Regions from separate parts of the Mus musculus genome. Here region 1 is linked to region 2. The links are chromatin contacts, called in public Hi-C maps. All regions are on one chromosome and are shown on one strand. The core of a region is the stretch at or near the end of the contact, and the rest is flanking DNA. Distances in the headings are between cores, read along the strand shown. Region 1 overlaps Kif11 (kinesin family member 11). Region 2 holds the start of Kif11 (kinesin family member 11).

Region 1 (3,226 bases), core at 33-2,532, 43 kb after region 2:
CCCCAGGACTTCCTGAGCTCTCTGTTGCTCTGATGCTGTACATTTAAATCACCTGACAGACAGATCCTATGCCCACCACCTTGTTATCCTTGAAACTGTCACACTCAGTAGAACAGCTTGCCTAGACTTTAGCAGTTCTCCTGCCTTCGGAATTGCAGATGTGAGGCATCGTGCCCTTTTAACATAGTTAGGAACAAGCCATTCAAAAGTGCCTGGTGCCAACCAAGTAAGGCATCGAATGAACACCTGTGATCACAACCCTGTAGCAGCAGAAACAGTTTGAGCTCTACAAATTGAAGGCCAGTCTGTCTTCATGGTGATTCCAGGCCAGCCAGGGCCACACAGTGAGCCCTATGTCAAAACAAACACCCCTAAAATCCTATTTGGCAGCTTTCCCTATATTTTAAAGACAGGAGCCTAGATTAAAGTAAAAATTTCCTATGCAAGACATATAATATCTCCATTTTTACAGTTAGGATGCTGATATGTATATTTTTATACATATATTACATGTTATATATGTGCATACTTACATATGTGCATATATATTGTATTATTATATATGTTATGTATCTAATTTTAGTAGTTTTTTGGATCCTTTTTCTGGAGGTCTAAAAGTTCTCTCTCCATGCAGGTTTAACTGTTCCATATTTACAGATTTCCTTAGCTCCCTTATGTACCTCAAGGCAGCTTCACCCCCATTGTCTTTTAACCCCTTACTTTTTCCTGGCCTGGCACAGCTCGTCATTCTTCATCTCACCGTTGCCCACAGGCAGGCCTTATGCGTGCCAAGGAGCTGACTTACATCTCGCTATTGGTCTCAGCGCTCATAATCCCAGTGTGCAGGATTTTCTTCCTGATTCCAGAGACATAGAGTAAAAATTCCTTTTTCTTTCTTTCTTTCTTTCTTTCTTTCTTTCTTTCTTTCTTTCTTTCTTTCTTTCTTTCTCTCTCTCTCTCTCTCTCTCTCTCTCTCTCTCTTTCTTTCTTTCTTTCTTTCTTTCTTTCTTTTTCTCCTTCTTTTTCTTTTGGTTTTTTGAGACAGGATTGTTTTGTGTAGCTCTGGCTGTCCTGGAACTTGCTTTGCAGACCAGGTTAGATTTCACCTCAGAGATGTAGACTGTGAAACAGGTTTTCAAAGAGGATAAATAAAAGTCTTTCTTGGTGGTGACAAATCTGTTAAACTGGGTAACTACGTGTTGTGGTCAGCTGCCCTGCAGGTTGAACACTTCCTCTGGGGCCGGTTCTTACTGCAGCTAGGAGCACTTTGTATTTGTACTAACCTGTCTCAAGATAACTGCCTGTGTCCACTAGGGGGCAGAATCACTTGCTCTTGAGAACCACTGTCTTAAAGGGAAATTTGTAATTATGTTTTAGAAACAATGCAAAAAAAGTAATATTTCATGCCAGGTGGTGGTGGCACACGCCTTTAATCCCAGCACTCAGGAGACAGAGGCAGGTGTATTTCTGTGAGTTCAAGGCCAGCCTGTTCTATAGAGCAAGTTCCAGGACAGGCAGGGCTACACACAGAGAAACCCGGTCTCCAAACAAAAAACAAACAAAAAAGAAAAGTAATTCTTTCTTCTTCCATTACTGGTAAAGTAAAGAAGACCCTACCTTTTGTGTTTTGTGGTTTTCAAATTTAAACTTTAGTCCATAATGCATAGAACTTTCATAATAAAATGTTGCAATGTCTAGTAAATGTTACATAATTGTGACTTCATTTCTCCCCTTTAAACCCACAGCGAAAAAAGCCACATGGAAAAGACAAAGAAAACAGAGGCCTTAACCCGGTGGAGAAGTATAAAGTGGAAGAGGCCTCGGATCTCTCCATCTCCAAGAGCAGACTGCCGCTTCACACCTCCATAAACCTCTAGCTGATCTGAGGCTTAGGGTGTCATCTTTAAAATACAACCTGAAACTCCAGAGTCTGAAGCTATGTACAGATGAAAAGGGGACTGCTGTGTGAGGGCCCCACAGTAACTGTAGTTGAACTGAAAGTCTTTTTTATAATCCCTGTAGTCCAAGGATGTAGTAAGCTGGGTATCATTTGGGATTTACATTGAATATGTGTGTGTGTTTCTAGCTTTTTATATAAAGAAGCTCTTCTGTAACAAGTAAGTATTTTTCTTGTATATAATTAAATACCAAATATATGGAAATCATTGTTCCAGGTTTAGACTTGTATTGGTGAATGCCATCTCCTTTGCTGTCTGGCCAAGGCTGTTTCCCTACCTCTAACCAGCCTTTTCTAGTTTGTCTTCGACTCCTGTCTCCCTTTTCCTGTCACTTAACCTTTTGTAGCCTACAGAAAGGTTTCTTTAGTATGAGAAACGCAGGGTTTTACCTGGAACTCTTCTATCTCACTGATTACCCTTACAATCACTGTCAAAACACCTGACCCTGGAAGGACCCTTCCTTTTGGGTCCTTCATTTGTTCTCGCTGATATGCACACATCTCATTCCTTCCTGAGGTCTGACACATCACCAGCCTCCCTGTAGTGTCGGCTCCTAATGCAGGAGACCTTGAGGCCCCACTTAAAAGGTCTTTAAGTCTCTTAGAAATGATAAGATTGTTTTCAAACTACCAATTATGACTATAACTTCTATTTTGTTTATCTTTTAAAACTTTATTCCTTGTATATAATAAAAATGTATATATACATTCCCTCTGTTGAAATATTAACCCTCGCTCTTTCGCTTTGACAACGCTGTTTCTGGAAGTTGGCCATTTTAAGATGAACCAGAGCACCTACCTAAAAGTGTATGCAGAGAGTAAGTGTGGTCACGTCAAGTTCATGTATACGGTTCAGAGTGATGTGGTTTTGGCACAGTCTCACTATGGAGCTCAGGCTGGCTTTGGACTCACTATGCAGCAGGACAGTCATCCTTCCAAGGCCTGGGAATACAGACATCATCACTGTGCCTGTTTCAGAAATAGAACTTTGGCCAGGCGTGGTGGCGCACGCCTTTAATCCCAGCACTCGGGAGGCAGAGGCAGGCGGATTTCTGAGTTCGAGGCCAGCCTGATCTACAAAGTGAGTGCCAGGACAGCTAGGGCTACAGAGAAACCCTGTCTCAAAAAAACAAAAGAAATAGAACTTTGTAACAAAGAGCTAACCCCTAATAGAAAATTAGAAAAAAATGCTACTTTAAGAAATTTATTTTCTTGTACTATTTCTCCAACTCATTGTAGAAATAGAAACGTTATTTTAATAAAAATAAT
Region 2 (3,320 bases), core at 41-2,540:
TAACTACAGTTCCAGGGCATTCAATGCCATCTTCTGTCCAAGGGCACCACCACACACTTGGAGGACACACACACAGACACACTACCCCACACATAAATAAATAATCTTAAGCCACACCCCTCAAAAAAAAAAAAAAAAAAAAGCAAACAAGAAACCAGCCAGGACTGGTAGCTCATTCTTTCAATACCAGTATGCAGAAGGCAGGAAGATCATTGAGGATTCTCACAGGGCCAGCCTTGTGTTCAGAAAGATATCTTGTTTAAAACAAACGAATAAATAGCAAATGATGGACATAACACAGTTTGATACTAAACTGGAAATGTATGAAATGGACGCTTGAACTCCTGATCTTTCTGCCTCTGTCCCTATATGTGTTTGGTTTGCTTTTTAAAGGATATTTGCTGAGTGAATGCAGTAGCAGGGAGGAGAAAAAAAGGGTAGCAGTAGGAACATCGAAGGAAGTCATTCAGGGACGAGATTCAAAGTCTTGGAGGAAGGTGATTGCAGAGGAAGGGTCTGGTTAAAAACACGTGTTGAAGTGAGAAAGACTGGCCGGAGGCAAGGGTATAAAGATGTTCAATATGTTCACTTTGTGGGACATTTTGAGATAGCAGTGAGTCTCTGGGGCTAGCTTTTGTTTTGTTTTTGTTTGTTTGTTTTTGGAGACAGCGTTTCTCTGTGCAACCAGCCCTGGCCGTCCTGGCCTCGCTTTATAGATCAGGCTGGTCTGGAACTCGGAGAGCTCCTCTGCCACTCCTGCCTCCGAGAGTAGTTTACCAGTAGACAGTTGGCTTTGCTTAATCCAGAGGACCAGGGATCTGGAGTGCGGAAGGCGGGTATTTGGCGAGGTCGGCGGCGCTTTCTCTGATCCTCGCTAAGTTACATCGGAGAGGCTAAACCGCATTTAAGATCCCGCGAAACAGAAAAAGCAGCTCCGGAAACCCGATGAGGCGGAGGACTCGGCTTTTCTGTTTCCCCGGTCCCCACCTACACCTTAAACGGCCGAGTTGTTCGTCACCTCTCTACGGAAAGCGAGAAGCCTCGGAGGGCGGTAAGGACCCAGCGAATGCGGCGATGTAGGCGTCCCAGGCCCCAGAAGCCCGCCAGCGGCAGCACTGAAAGCTTGCACAGTGAACTTCGGACTACAGGAGCCAGCCTGCACCGCCATCCATTTCTTCGGGTCACGCCCCGTCGTCACCACAGTGACGACACGGCGTCCCATGATGCCTCGCGTGCCGCTCTGCTATTGGTCCGGTCAGTCGTCTCCATTTTTCAAAATTGAGGCGCGGAATCGTTGCTGATTTCGGAGCAGAGGAGGAGGTTCGTCCTGTCCGGCTTTTGCGGGGCGGCGGCCACGGCCAAGAGGCCTGCGTGGACCTCGGGGACGCCGAGCTGCGAGTCTCGGTCCTCGTGGCCTTGGCAGCACCGGGTGAGGAGAGGCTGCTCCCGGTTCTCACTGTGTCTGAGTCTCCGCTAGGCCGGCAGGTTTTGGCTCGACCGTCATGGCGTCCCAGCCGAGTTCTTTGAAGAAGAAAGAGGAAAAGGGCAGGAACATCCAGGTGGTGGTGAGATGCAGGTAAGGAGAGGCTGGGACGAGTCCGGACGCGGAGGCTTAGCTTTTGGGCTAGCCGTTCCGGAGAGCGATTTGTTTACCTTTCTGAAGGACACCAAGTCATCGGTTTCTGGGGCTCCCCGTGTTTTGTTCGGTAAACATGCTACCACGTTTAGTTCTAAATTAGGGTTTGTCTCGGGGGGGGGGGGGATGTTGGTGTTGGTTAAAGTTAAGCTGCAGTCACAAAGAATTTGATGGTTGCTCTTCGCTGAAAAGTGCGTTCCCTTTTAAAAGCCAATGTCGCCGAAAATTTAGCTGTCATTGCTCTGTGCTACCCCGTCCGAGTTGTCAGTTTGGGAATAAAGCTTCCTACTTACTTTGCATGTAGTTTGGCGCTCACCTTGGGGTTATTTCCACTTCGGAAAGACTAATAGTTCTTTATTCTGTGTGTTTGGTCCAATAGATGAAAGTAGGTTTGCTTTTAAAAGGGAACGCACTTTTCAGCGAAGAGCAACCATCAAATTCACCTCTAATAACCAAGTAGACATTGCTGAATTTAAGCTAAGCTGTAAAATGAGTTTATGAAACTCACGAGCTAATGAAAGTACATGGCTAAGGTGCAGCATCTTTTCTCTTTCTCATTTTTCTTCTTCTTCTTTTTTTTTTTTTTGGTTTTTCGAGACAGGGTTTCTCTCTCCTTCTTTCTTTCTTTCTTTCTTTCTTTCTTTCTTTTATCTGCCTTTGTTCATTGACCAAAAGACAAAATTGAGAGGAGGGAGGGTGTGGGGTTCAGCTCTCCCCGACTGACATCCAAATAACTTACCCAGAGTTTTTAATTTTTTTGAATTTTTGTGATGTTACCGAGGTTGGTCTGGAACTATATGTTAGCGTACTTTACTGTCTCAGCCTCTCGGTCGTTTAGCTGGGATTGCTGGGTGACAAGTGTGTGCCACTGTGTCTGCCTTTTTTTTTTTTTTCCTGAGACTGGCCTCAAACTCCGACTAGCTCCCTGCCTTAGTTCTGAGTTCTGGAGTTATAAGCAATTCAAGTTTCAGCTACCAGACCCAAGTTTTTAAACTAGGTGACGTGTGTGTGTGTGTGTGTGTGTGTGTGTGTGTGTGTGTGTGTGTGAGCAACTCTAGGCTTGCCAAAGATACTTAATTGCTGAACTCTGGAGTTTTAGTTACTTAATTTGGAACTTTCATTTTAATCAACAGGAAAGCAGACACACTTAAGAATTTAGGAAAAAAAAAATTAGGCAGATTTAGGCAGGCAGTTGTGGGGCACACCTCTAATCCCAGCATGTTTTACAGATCGAGTTTCAAGACAACCAGGGCTACAAAGAGAAACTCTGCCTCAAAAAATTTTTATTTTTAATAATGGGTATATATTCAGGTGTTTGCACACATACGTGAGTGCTTGTGGAGAGCAGAAGAGAGCACCACCTCTAAGGCCAGAGTTACAGGTGGTTGTGAGTCACCCCCAGGTGTGGGGGCTAGAAACAGAACTCAAGGTCTCTAGAAGAACAAGAAGTGTTCTTACCCTAAGCTACCCAACAAATGCACTTTTTTTTACAATTTTTTTGCAGTATTATTATTATTAGTCAATATTGCCTTTTCTGTGTGCTATTATTTCCTTTGTTACTTACAAAGTGTTTGAGTCATAAAAAGTTACAAAGAACACTGACGGTGGGGGTGTGATGGTACAAGCCTTTAATCCCAGTATTTATCCCTCAAAGTAAGAAATAAAACATCTCATGTGTCCATAC

Evidence for each region. A called contact is a pair of places that touch in the nucleus more often than the background predicts.
Region 1: a Hi-C map of Th1 cells shows a contact between it and region 2, with 2.1 times the contacts expected there. A contact is called at or near these places in 1 of 39 promoter capture datasets (macrophages), 135 of 484 Hi-C or Micro-C datasets (the 63-12 cell line, B cells, the Ba/F3 cell line and 82 more), 12 of 130 datasets of targeted methods (the 230-238 cell line, the HPC-7 cell line, the SCID.adh cell line and 6 more) and 3 of 9 other capture datasets (adipose tissue, liver and pancreatic islet).

What each region holds. Positions count from the first base shown.
Region 1 is chr19:37,418,514-37,421,739 of GRCm38.p6, forward strand. It overlaps Kif11 (kinesin family member 11), which reads left to right. Exons shown (of 22, transcript NM_010615.2): 22 at 1,746-3,226. The coding sequence ends at 1,877. Among named protein-coding and RNA genes, the nearest start is that of Hhex, 15 kb to the right of the region's middle.
Region 2 is chr19:37,375,092-37,378,411 of GRCm38.p6, forward strand. It overlaps Kif11 (kinesin family member 11), which reads left to right and starts at 1,291. Exons shown (of 22, transcript NM_010615.2): 1 at 1,291-1,576. The coding sequence starts at 1,503.